Linked DNA regions of Arachis hypogaea: region 2 is linked to region 1. A link is a contact called in public Hi-C data. All regions are on one chromosome and are shown on one strand. Each heading gives the region's core, a stretch centred on a gene start, on an enhancer-like site or on the middle of the called end of the contact. The rest is flanking DNA. Distances are from core to core; before and after follow the strand shown. Region 1 holds the start of LOC112790561 (homeobox protein knotted-1-like 2). Region 2 holds the start of LOC112790563 (peptidyl-prolyl cis-trans isomerase CYP28, chloroplastic).

Evidence for each region. Hi-C and Micro-C count contacts between places; a contact is called where the count stands out from the background.
Region 2: a contact with region 1 is called in a Hi-C map of leaf, with 5 times the contacts expected there. The contact joins the promoter of LOC112790563 here to the promoter of LOC112790561 in region 1. A contact is called at or near these places in 3 of 8 Hi-C or Micro-C datasets (leaf and an unstated tissue).

What each region holds. Positions count from the first base shown.
Region 1 is chr3:83,955,266-83,962,273 of arahy.Tifrunner.gnm2.J5K5, forward strand. It overlaps LOC112790561 (homeobox protein knotted-1-like 2), which reads right to left and starts at 3,739. Exons shown (of 6, transcript XM_072233153.1): 1 at 2,817-3,739. The coding sequence starts at 3,347.
Region 2 is chr3:84,190,124-84,197,131 of arahy.Tifrunner.gnm2.J5K5, forward strand. It overlaps LOC112790563 (peptidyl-prolyl cis-trans isomerase CYP28, chloroplastic), which reads left to right and starts at 3,952. Exons shown (of 2, transcript XM_025833015.3): 1 at 3,952-4,764; 2 at 5,935-6,247. The coding sequence starts at 4,083. The coding sequence ends at 6,143.

The DNA.
Region 1 (7,008 bases), core at 2,489-4,988:
GCATCATTAGGCAGAAAGGGCAATTGCCACCCACCCACCATAAAACCTCCCAACCCTTGAATTTTTTTTCTTTCAATAAATTATATATGATTTTCAATTTAGTTTCTTCACATTTTATTTTAATTTTAGTTTTGTTGCAAAATAATTGTTAGACCCTGACAGTCCAGCTCTAATAACATGAAAATGACTAAAATCAAGCAAATTAAAGGAACACACGCTGACACGCATACAGATCTTGAATCAAACTCACTAACTCAAAGTAGTTGCAACTCTTACAAAAGCAAGTTAAAACAAGTACAATAAAATGGATAAAAATATACATAAAAGAGATTAGAATGAACAAAAACAATAATGTTAGAAAAACAAAAATAAAAAATCCGTCCAAAATAGTGTAAACTTATTTTATTTAGTTTATAATTAATAAATATTAAATAAGATAAATTTAATCATTTGAAGTAATTTTTTTTGTTTTTCTAATATTATCGAGATAAAAATATATGTAAACAGTTCGTAAATATTAAAATACGCCTCAAAATTTATTTTCAATGAGTAAAAATATCATGCCGTTAGTAAGAAATTTGATATTTTTAAATATTTAGTGTGTATTTTTGTTCATAATTTTTTTTTTAAATATACTTGATATTTATAAATTTTAATGTATATTTGTATCTATTTTAAAATTTTTATTTATATTTTTGTCCATTTACTCAACTAATGAAAATAAAGAAGATAAAATATGATATGAAAATTAATTATTCAATCTACCATAAAATAGTATTTATAAGGATCTAAAACTCAATATTATGTTAATAATGCAGAACTAAAATTTCAATCCTAGGACATAAAGTTTTAATTTTTTCGGTATCTCCACAAAATAAAATCACAATGGACTGAAAATTTTAAAGAACGGAGACTAAAACTTTAATAATATTCTTTCTCAAAAATATTTTTTTTTAACTTTTCAAATTTTAAATGTATTCTTCAATTTTCATATATCGTAAATTATACATAGTATTAAGACATACTCAATCCAGCATATTTTATACGAAATATAATACAAAGACTTAATTTAATCTATATTTCTCCATCTTTATCTCCTAATTTTAATTTAATAGTCTTGTATCTCTTTTATAATAATTGTCTTATTTACATTTTTTCTCTAATAATTGTCATTTAAGAGGGAAAATGTGATTCTATTATTAATCATAAAGATAATAAGAATCAACTTAATAACTTAGTTACATGCATGAATAATTTTTAGTCCCTTCATTTTAATGGGTTAAAATAATCATATAGATAATAAGCGTGAGTTATGCTAATCACGTTAGTTATATAACTATTTTGACTAATTAAAATCTGAGTAATCAATATAATTCATTCACGTACTGACGTACCTATGAATGAAACTAAATCGAACATTTGAGTTAAAAGAAAAAGGGTCATATGTGTACATAAAAAAAAATAAGCACCATATATTTTTTATATAAATATATGTTATTTAACTGATTTTTAATGTATATTTTATATTTTAATATATATTATATAAAAATAATTAATTTAATAATTAATTTTAATATGTATATAATATTATATTTTAATTTAATACATTAATAATCTAACAAATTTTATACTGTTATTCAATAACTTTAAATGTTCAAATAAATTTTTAATTAATAATTTAAAAATTAATTATTTTTGTTGATATGTCTATTCACCATTAGTTGTTTTATGTAAAAATTTTAGTGCATGAAAATAAATTCATTAATTATAACAATTGTATCTCCCTTGCATTTTTTTAACAAAGTTCTATTTAGTATTTAATCACTTGATTTTTTATTGTAACAGTTTCTTTTATAATAATAATAATATTTAAACGAATTTTTTTAAATTAAATAAATTTAATATTTATCAAATTATATAAAAAAGTATTTGCCAAATTATAAAAAAGATAAAGAACTAGACCATAACTCAACCTAAAAAAGTAAACAGAGAATAGGAGAATAAATAGGAAGAGGGCTGGCCAACAAGTGGCAGCACATGATGAGGATGTTGTAGCTTCGAGCAGCAAAGCGGGACACGGGGACGGAGGCAAGCTAACAGAGAAGTGAAAGAAAGTTGGAAAGGAAGACTTTTTGAGTTTTCAAAAATATAAAAACAAACCACAAATGCACAAACAAGAAAAAACATCCATACTCGCCATTTTCCTGTTTTGAATTTTAATTGATATTATATCTCATATTTAATTTTAATATTTTTATTGAGTTTAAATTAAATAATGATAAATAATAAATTATAATTTGAATTTTAAATAATATTAAATAACTAATTAATAATTATTAATATAATTTACTAATTTTAAAATTAATTAAATTAAATTAAACTAATTTTACTAAATATAATTTGCTAATGTAAAATTTTATCATTAAAAATTAATATAAATATATCGAATAAGCGTTTTTATCCGATTTTGACCATGGTCATCCCCTTTTTCTACCTCAAATAAAAAATGATTTTGATATTTAATATTATTTGAATTTACTTTGCAAAATAATAATTTTTTAATTTATTTAAAAAAAATTCCAAAACATGATAATAGGTACTACGATAATTTTGAGAAGAGCAATATCAGGGACCAGTAATTTTTGTGATTGTTAGCCATTAATTAATTATCAATAATGATTTAATGATGTAAAATTAGTGTGAGATTTTATTTAATAATTCACCTTTTTCTACTAGTTACATACTGGCCAAAATTCAATAAAATTGCTGGTCCTAGACTTTTCCACTTTGAGAATAAGTTGAGGAAAGAGACAAACCATGAAGTTATCAAGCTCCTTCTCATCGAGAGCACCATTATTCCCATGCGCAGAGTACTTCTCCACCACGCGCTGCGACTGCTGCAACTGAGCGTCGATTCTCGGTAGCTGGTCAACGGGCGTCGCGATCCTCAGACACGACACGTGCGCCGACAGCAGCTGCTCGTATAGCGGGTGTCCTAGGATGTCCGCCTTGTACTCCGCCGCATCCTCTGAGTCGCAGTTGTTACTTTCCGTCATCGTCCGCTGCTGCTGGAGGTAGTTCTTCCGATGATCCATGCTCTTCTCCGCTGACGTAGCTTCCGCCGCCATCATGTCTCGAACGTCGTCGTTTCGTGCCGACGACGCGTTCGGCTGAAGGTGCAGGAAATTCTGCTGCCGGACGTTGTTCAGCCACGTCGGAGCCGGTCCTCCATCGCCGGCGCCGGAGAGAGTTAGCATCCTCTGCATGTCTCTGTTGTGATTTAAATGTTGCTCGTCCGTGAAGGACTGAAAAGTAATTTCGTGTGGTTGGTGGTCGCGAAAAGCCATGTTTTGTTAACTAGAATTTTTTTTTTCTTTTTTAACCTTGATTTCTGACTACATTTAATTGATTCCCGTATCAGTGAGATGGAAGAGAAGAAGGAAGAGATGGAATTTGAAGAGTGACGGTGAAGATTATTGAAGAATCAAGAACTAAGAATAAGTGACGAGATTGAAGACAGGGCTTTGAGGAAGGAAAAGGAAGTGGTTTGGAAAAACACCTTTTTGTTTTTCTGGGGAGAAGACTTTTTTTCTTTTGAAGGGAAAGACACGAACATCGAGGGAGGGAATGAACAAAGGGTGGGATTGATGATAACGTGGGTGGAAAATTGTGGTGCCACCTTATTGGAGATTTTTTTTTCCAGCTGTAATAAGACAAAGATTAATCAATCATCGGACATGTTAGCTAATAGTAATATTATACGTCTATTTTTTTAAATTAAATTTAACTAAATTAAAAATAAGACTTAAAATAATATTAATTATAATTAAATTTTATTATATTAAATTAATTTAGTTAAATTTAATTAATAAAAAAATTTAAATATAAAATATTATTTGCTATTCTTGTTTGTTTAACCAAGTCAATGAGAATTGGGAAATAGTAATACTGTGGCGCTTTTTAGTTTTTATAGAAAAAAAATAAAGGGTAAAGTTTATTTTGGGCATAATTCTATTTTAGTTTTTAAAGTGCTTTATTTGAATTAAAAAAAATATTTAATATTAATTTAGTTCTACAGTAAGGTCAAATTTAAATAATTAGCGTAATGTTTTACATAACAACAGTACAATAATAAAATCGATAATTTGGAGAACAAATACAAGCTCTAGAGGCACAAAATTAACCGTTGATGATTTAATACATTTATTTGTTATTCTTTTTAGTTTTATAAAAAAATATTTTATTTATATTAAAAGAAAAATAATAAATAAATGTATTGATGTATCAACTGTTGATTTTGTGTCTTTAGAGCTTGTACTTGTTATCCAGATTATAGATTTTGTTCTTGTACTGTTGTTATGTAGGATATTTCGTTAATTATTTAATTTTGACTTCAGTAGAACTAAATTGATGCTAAATAAAATATTTTTATATTCAAATAGAATACTTTAAATCTTAAAGATCAAAACAGAATTATGTTCAAATATAGAATATCAATTTAATACTTTACCCAAAAATAAATGAGAAAAAATCAAATAAGATAAAATAAAACATATTTCTATATCATAAAAAATACACAAAAAATTACATAAAAATTAATACAAAAAATATTTATCTTAATTAAATGTTTATGTCTCATTTTTATAGTTTTTATTCTTACAAATAATTTAAGTTGAGGATTATGACCATATCGTTACCAATACAGACGCACTTGGCATCTTAGCGACGTGGTTTTTTTTGTTTTATATTTTTATAAACAATCATGATAATTATATCCTAGAATTAGTTATTAGAAGAAAATATATATTAAAAAAATTAAATATATATTAAGATGAGGCCACTATCCTCTAGTACAACACTCCACGTTCCTATCTTTGAGGACAACACCAAAAATAAATCTATAATCAAATTTTTTGGCCAACTTTTTATCAAACCATATATAATAATTTGCTTTTGGTGACTAACCATATACAATAATTGAAGCCCAAAAAAAAAACCATATATAATAATTATATATCTCTATTTCGTTTTGTCCTTATTTTTTACATATAAAAGAGGAAAAAATATCAGGAATGGGTCACTACTAAAGTCGCTAGGTGGTGGATAGGATATAAAAATGGGTGGTAATAGGTGATGGTAGGTGCAGATTAGGGATTGGCACAAGAATAGTAAATAGCTAGAGAGCTAAAATTTCCATGGCACAGCCAGGGTAAGGTACCCTTTTGCTGTTTGTTTTCTTTTGCAATGATGGAAATGAGAAGTTACTTTTCCTTTTTCCTAGTTACCTTCTTTCTCACATTTCAAACTGTTCACGGCGCATTGCATTTACTCATCCGAGAAGAGGACCCAAAAGGTGGCAAGGGGATGGGCCGGGCACTACCAAACCCGAAAGGGACGCGAGCAACCATTGTTGACACGTGGCGGCAGGAGGTTTCATGGACCACAACGTAGTACTGGAAAGGCTTAGGAGTGCGGGTCATAGGAGTAGTGAAACAGGGTCGTATTGACTGCAAACAATGGCACATTGGCTAGGAAGGGTGCGAAGTTGAATTTCACTGTGCTATACTGATATTTCAGCTGCCTCTTTAGCTTTAGAGAGGTAGAAGGTGCTGGCGGCAGAGAGAGAAAGACAAAGACAGGTCACGCGCGACTGTTTCGTGGTCCCCAAGTCCCTTGCGTTATATCTAACGGCAATTTCAGTTTGTGTTTGTAAAAATTTAAAGATGTTTGCTACGGTACGATAATAAATTCATTTGTACTGATACGTTTAAAATATAGACAAATAATAATAAAATATGTAGAATTTAGTTTTCACGTCAGCATTTATTTTTTTTTTAAATATATAGTATATCACCTCTTTTACTAAAACATTATTTTAATTAAATAAAAATAAAAAATATTTATTTATTTAATTTTATAAAAAGATTTAAACATCCTTTTTTTATTTGATTATACATAAATACCCTTTTAAATTAATCAAATTTTAAAATTCAATTAATCCTAATTTTATAATTTCAAATAATTGAAACAACAAAACAAAAACATATTAAAAAAACAAAAAATTAAAATCGTCTATGTTAAACATATTAAAAAACAAAAAACTAAAATTGTTTTTCATCTAAGGTTCAGAAACCTTCCCGTTCACATCTCTAAAGGTTTCAGTCTTCTTCATCTTCTTCTCTCCTCTTCCTATCCTCTACCTCGGTCTCTCTCTGCTCCTGAATCTCTCTCATCTGTCTCTGCGTCTCTGCATTGCACACAAGACGCCATCGTTTTGCTGGGATGCCCTAGCCAATTACCCAACCTAGCAACCTTAGCTCCACACAACGGCAAACGCGAATCCATCCCTCCCATCACCCTCGAACTCCTCCTTCCTCTCTCCGTCATCGATCTCACTCCTTCACCTCCGTCCATCTCCCGCCGCCGTCGCCGAAACGAGCTTCGAAGCCACCGTCGGTATCGCGCAGCTCTGTTCGACCATCGTGTAGCTACTGTTTCAGCTTTGAAAGCACCGTCGCGCAGCTCGGTTCCATTCACCGTCTCCTGCACTCCCACCGGCACCGAACAACAACAGCTCGACTTCCAAGATCCCCCTCCTTCTTCTGCCGTAGATTGCGTCGGCACCGGCCAAGACGTCGAGTGCGTTGCACCCTTTGCCAATGAAGAACAGGGACAAAATGGCACCGTATCGTTATCTTCGGAGAACAATAAGGAACAAGGTATCAGTCTGTACCCAAAATAAACTAGTAACAATTTCCCTAACTAACTAATAACTAACTGTAAGTCTGCAAATGTCAGTAACGGACCACACTACTAACTAATAACTGTCAGCAACAAAAGAAATCTGTTTAACTAAAGTTATCTTGTGTGTGGATTGAAGAAGGTGAATCATTGAAGTGCCTTGCGGAAGGGCTTTGGGAATTGACAGTGCTGGTATCACCGTTCTTCTTCTGGGGAACTGCAATGGTGGCTATGAAGGAGGTGATTCCAAGGACAGGCCTGTTCTTT
Region 2 (7,008 bases), core at 2,702-5,201, 240 kb after region 1:
GAAATCCTTTAAGATAGAATTCCCCATTTCATTACGGTTTTAATTTTACTTATGTGTTAAGCTTAAATCTCATGATGGATATGAAGCTCTAGGATTGTCTCTGGCATCCCAGAGTCTTATATCTTATATTATTGGGCACTGTTACTATACTGAGAACCTCCGGTTCTAATTCCATACTTTGTTGTTGTTTTTCAGATGCAGCTCGTAACCTACCTTGGTGAGTTACGTAATGGTGACAGAGCGGAGGACCTTTATCCCATTTTGGAGTCTTTTGATTACTTTTGTTTTGAATTCTCTCACTTTTGTATTTATATTTGCCTTTGAGGCTTACTTTGAGAGAGGTATTCTGTATATACTGTTTTAACTTTCAAAATCTTGTATGTCTATATACAACTAGTCGGCCTAAACTCTGCGGGCTGAGGCTAGTTCCTTATGACTATCATACTCTCTTATATACTTATATCTTGTTATCTTGTATTTTTATCTTGTGCCTTAAGTTTGTAACTTTTTGTGAACGTTTTGCGCTTTTGAAACTCTATTTTTGAGCTTATTTCTTCATCGGGATTATAGAACTATTGTTTCCTTATATATATATATATATATATATATATATATATATATATATATATATATATATATATATATATATATAAGCTTAGGAATTGTCATAACCTTTAAGTAACCTTTGCTTTATGGCATGAGGTAAGGCTTAGGTTAATTAGGATGTTACATCCACTTTAGACATATGCATATCATTTTGAAGCCCCAGATGTTAGCTTTCCAATGCCATTAAAACCACTTCGTTTGGACCTCTATAGTTCAAGTTATGATCAATTTAGCATGAAGAGGTCAGGATTGACAGTTTTGCAAATCCTTAATTTCTTCATGAATTCTTTTATTTTGCATGCTTTTTATCTATTTCTTCAAGTCATTCTTGCCTTCAAAACCTTAAATCGCTCAAACAGACATATCAAGGCATTGAGTATAAGAAAAGTGAATTAAAATTGGCAATTCTAGGCATAAAAAACATATTTTCACAATTAAGCACAATTAGAAAGAGTTCACAAAAACATGCAATTTCAAGGAATTAATGCAAGGTAAGTTGATAGAGTCCACTCTTTTGAAGCAAAAAATAATCATAAAATATGGATTTATCATAATCTCATCGAGATTTTCCTTAGTTTTCGCAAAGATTTTGACAAATTTTTAAGAGCTTTTGACAGTAGTTTGAAATAACTGTGTTGCATATTTGAGAAAGAGATAGCAAGCATTTTTCATATTAGAGAGTGCGAAGTAAAATGTCTCATTTACGTGAATGGAGTGGGTGGTGCACGTGTTTACACGCTCTATTTAATGAAGGTATTTTTTGTTGGGCCTAGGCCAACTTGGTTGGCATGGTTGCCAAAAATACTTGTATGTATAACACAACTAAAATATTTTTTAAGACTAATAATTATTAAGATTAATGATCAAATTAATTCTTTTAGGATGGATCGTTCTTTAAATTTATCTTTATAAATTTTTATCAATCAAATTAATTCTTCAAATATTATAAATTAATTATATTTGTCCTTCTATCACTTCATTAACAATTTTCATTAAACATGGATAATTTGAAACGTTAATTAACAGCATATATGATACCTAATATATTTAGAGTTTTAGATGCTAACTAAATATATGTATAAAAATCTATCAATTTAATTTTTTTCAATTACATAAACTCTAATTTCAATATAACGTATGACTAAATTGATAGATTTTCATAAAATTAATATTTAATTGAACACGCCAAGTGTTATGGATGCTGCTAGTTAATGTTCCACATCAATTATTAAAGAAAACTATTAGTTGAATGACATAAAGACAGTGTAATTAATTTGTAATTTTTAGCGGACTATTGAATTGATAAATTTTTTAAAAAATAAATTTAAAAACAATCATTTTTTATGAATTAATTTGAGCATTAACCCAGAATTATTATTTAAAGACTCAATGCGGCTCTTGTTCATTTTCACGAAAGATAAGGCACCCCTTGATTAAAAAAATGGGACATTTCAGCGCTCAACATTTTTATTTTAGGATAATATGCTTCTTCTGTTAAAAAATCTGTTAAATAATAATAAAAAATATTTTTGTGAGATTTTTTGTAATTTGTGGGAAATTTAAACTCACACAAACTATGAATAAATTTATTTTTGAAAAATTTTTTCACCGGTGGTGATAAAATAGAGAAAGACCATTGTTGAAAATGATGTCACAGAAAAGAAAAAGTAATTGCAGTACAAAGAATTTTTAAAAGAAAAAAATAGTATCGAATAAAAAATGAAATAAGATAACATTAATATTGATGATATTTGTATTGGTGATTATTACAATAGAGAAGATAACAATGGTAATAAAGTATGATTACACAATAAAAATAGTAGAAATAAAAATGATAATGATGAGGATGAAAAAAGTGATAGTACTAATCATGTAGTTAGTCACCATAGTTATATTATTAAAAAGAATTTTGTAAATGTTTAAAACTCCTACAAATTAAAAATAAAATTTTTAAAAAATTAAATAGATTTTTTACTAGAAAAATCATATTATTGTAAAATAAAAATATTAACAACGGGGAGTTTTTTTTTTAAATAAAAAACATCTGCCTCTTTGTGAAAATGGATAACATGATTACTCGTTACTCTATTATTTATAAACAAATCCAATTTCAAGGGGTGTGTTTGGCAAATTTGTTTGAAGAGAAAAAGCACGTTTAAATTCATTGAAAGTTTCAATTATTTGTTTGACTAACTTTTGATTTGCCAAACGTAGAAGTGATTTTGATGTCAAACCCGAGTTTGCCAGAAGCAACAATTTCTAACTTCTGCATTTCACTAACGGGCTTTTAGCCATTTACATTAAACATCTATCTTTTCTTTACCAATTTTATACTTCAGACATGTTATTGTATTATTTATGGAATTCTTATTATTTCTCCTTATATGAACTCTCTTTTTCTATTATTTATTATTTTTATTTTTTTGTTAAATTTTTATTTGACATTATACACTCTTATAATTGTGATTTTTTATATTATATTTATTATTATCTTTTCATAATATAATTTATTGATCACATTAGGTAAAGTTTAATTAAACAAAAAAATTACCCATAAATAATAATAATAGTAAAAAATTATAGGTACTAAAAAAGAGTACTAAAAGAACTAAAGATATACTATATAAAATACATCATCAAGAACTTTTAGATTTGTTTCCATCTCTACCAGGATAAATATTTAATTTTATTATTTTTAGTATTCTTTTGTATAATTATAATTCTGGTATATACAATTTTTTATTGTAATTTTTTTATAATATAAATTATGATTCCATTAAAAAAAAGATAAATTAAATAAAAAATTAATCATAGATATTAATAAAATTATAAACGTTGGATTCCAAAATAATGTTAAGAATAAGATTATTGAGAGTATTAAAACAAAAATACAATGTTAAAAAAATACTAAATTAATATTTTCACGTTAATATTTAAAATTTGAAAAAATATAATATATTTGATTAAATACTCTTATATATATAATTCATATTTCTTATTTTTAATATACAATATATTTTGCTAATTTTTATATGTTATTTTTATTTTAATAAATAAATATTAATTTTATTATAAAATTAATTAATAAAATTATTCAAATATCTAAATTAAAATAATTGGATAATATAAAAAAATTTATTTAAGTTAATGACTATTTTAGTAATTTTTTTATCTAAAAGTAATTTTAAATAGTGTAATCCAAACAATATTTATTTTACTATAATCCATTTTGATATAAAGATAGCCAAACATAAATCATTTCAATACAAATTTACTTTTCATCAAAATCAAGTTTGCAAAATCAATTTTATACAAACTCCCATTTATAAACTGTAATCCAAACACACACAAGAACAGATAATTTTATGAAGCACAGTATAACTGAGTCTCAGAAGTAGACCCCACTGGCATCCTCTAGTTTTCTCCGCCGCATAACTGAACGTCCGAACCCGAACCATGTTCACTTGGTCGCGTCCATGGGCTTCTCTCTAACACCAACCCCTACCTCTCTCCTCCACCACCCCAACCTCACACGCCGCTCCCTCCTCTTCCTCGCCACCACTACCACCACCCTCTCCGTCCCTCTCGCCCCTACCCTCTCCGCCACCACCACCACACCACCCCAGCCTCCCAACCCCACCATCACCGACCGCATCTTCATGGACTTCAGCCTCTGTCCCAACTACTTCCTCCCCAACCGCACCCTCGGTGACAACCTCTCCACCCTCTGCTCCGAGTCCACCCCACTGGGGCGCATCGTCCTGGGCCTCTACGGCAACCTCCTCCCCCTAACCGTCTCAAATTTCAAGTCCATGTGCCTCGGCTCCAACTCCAGCGCTTCCTCCTACAAGAACACTCTCGTCCACAAGATCTTTCCTGGACGCTACTTCCTTGCCGGCCGGCAGGGCAGGCCTGACAAGGGCGAGGTCCGCCCACCCCATGACCTCGCCCGTAATACCGAGACTGTCGACTCTAAGGCCTTCTCCCTGATGCACTCACGGCCCGGTGTCGTTTCGCTCTCGCTTTCCGAGAACGACGACGATGACGAGATCAAGCTTGACCCTGGTTACCGCAACGTTGAGTTCCTGATCACCACTGGACCTGGCCCTTGCCCTGACCTTGATTATAAGAACATTGTCTTTGGAACCGTGCTAGAAGGTAAATCAATTTTCCATGCTATGGAATTTGTTGGAATGTTAGTTTGTTATAGTATCAAATTGAACAGAGAGAAAAAGGGAGGGGGGAGAAGGAAATACAATTACAAAAAATGAAAATGAAAATGATAAGGCTGATTAGTAGTACTGGTAAGAAGTTCAATAAAACCTCCTCAATTATACTAGATGTATTCCAAAATTAGTTACTAATATAAAATACATATTGAAATACAAATACATATTAAAAATAAATTAAACAACAAATGGATTTGTATACAAATATTCGGTGTACACATATCATTTATGAAACTCATGTATTCCCTGGTATCCTAACTTTGATACAGAGTGAAACTTGCTTCATATATTTTTTTGACTCATAATGAGTGAAATCAAATCCCTACTTTAATGGTTCTTCTTAGGTCGTCAAATGCTAAGTGTTAGTAAATAAGTATTTCAGTATGCTAAGTGTAGACTGTGTAGTGTGTTAAATGCTTGAACAGGATTGCTTTTCTCTGGTTCTAATAAAAAAAAATGCTATAACTATAGTTATCAGCAGTTGAGTGTGCTATAGGATGTTAATTTGGTATAGCAAAATAAAAGCATGCCTACCAGAAGGAAATTAAATGGTATACAATCTAAATATGTGAAGTCGACTACATCGGTTACAATGTTTCATTTGTCAGCCTGAAAGGACATATGAAGGATATTTAGGAAGCGTAAGGATAGAGAAGAATAAATGAGAAAGAGGAATTATCAGAATGGGGGTTTTGGCATATCACATTCAACTTTCCCATGGTTTTTCCTTATAATTTGTGTACTTGTACATGGAATAAGAAATTGTTTATAGTCCTGGACTCAATACTATTACGTTGAGTTTACTGGTTGTGGCTAATTTTTACTGACGAGTCGAATTGAACAACTCTAAATTGGTTGGTTGTGTTTACTTTAAGAAACTATGAATTCTTTCTGCAGTGAATACTTCAAAAAAAAAATAAGATTTGACCTTTTGTTGTCCATAGTTCTATACAGTGAATGAATGTATTAATCTGATGTCACGATATGAATTGAAGTCTTGTAGTATTTGATCATTATATAGGCTGGATGCTAAGTTACATGAGTACCATTTTCGGTCGCCCTTACCAAGTGCTCAGTTTGTGTTTGAATCTAATCGCAGGTTTGGACGTTGTCACAGCGATAGCTTCCATTCCAACTTACCAACCATCTGAACGAATTCGCCAGTTTAATGACTTGGCTGAGTTTTTTGGAGATGAAAGGGCTCAGAATGCTCGTGCCACATGGAACAGGCCACTTACAACTGTCTACATTAGTGACTGTGGAGAGCTAAAAGTTACACATCCTCCCCTCTCACCATCTCTTCCATAATTTCTTTTCATGTATATATAATTTCAGATGACTTCATAGAACTGGTGTTTGTAAAATCATACTCGAATTCTTTTCAAGGTAATAACACTATTTTTTATTTAAAAGATTCTCTTTTTTTATTTTTAATTTTAAAAATTCCATTCTCTCCATTTTCTTGTTTTTAACATTACCTGATGTGTCTGAGGAGGGTTTGTGTTCTTTAGAAACGAATCTCATGCGGGTTTACTGATGAGACTTTCTTAACTTTAAGCATAAATTTTTTTCTGATTTCCACAGATTTATTCCCTGGCTTTGTTGAAGTGTGTTGTGAAATCTATATTTTCTTTATTTAGATCACTTGCCTAATTGTCAAAACGCAATTGGCAACATTTATACGCCACTTGACTATTTTGTTGTTACCACATTGCCCTTGTATACACTAGATTGAGCTCCGCAAATTGCTACATACCCTAAGTAACATATAGATGAAGAAACACCCCAATAGGATTTTGGATGCAGAATGTTGCATCATTTTCCGGTGGTGTTTAAGATCCTCCTTCATTGACAACCAGCACGTAACATGATTCATTCTCACATTTCCTCAACACCAAAGTGTATAAATTGAGTCCAACTAGAAAACTAACTTTTGGAGTTTTGGTAACTAATTTCAACCTTTTTTTAGTTTCTTTTTTATCCTTATAGTGACGCTCTCTTTTTACCCCTCTTCTTCCTCGTATCACTCATCACCACCAGCATCACAACCTTACCTCTCCCCATCAGCTGTCCTTCGTCGGCCACCTTTGCTGAGCACTCTCTGGTGCCATCTTGCTAGCAGCCACACTTTAGTGGTCACTTGCCAAAAAATTTAACAAACTAAAATTAGATT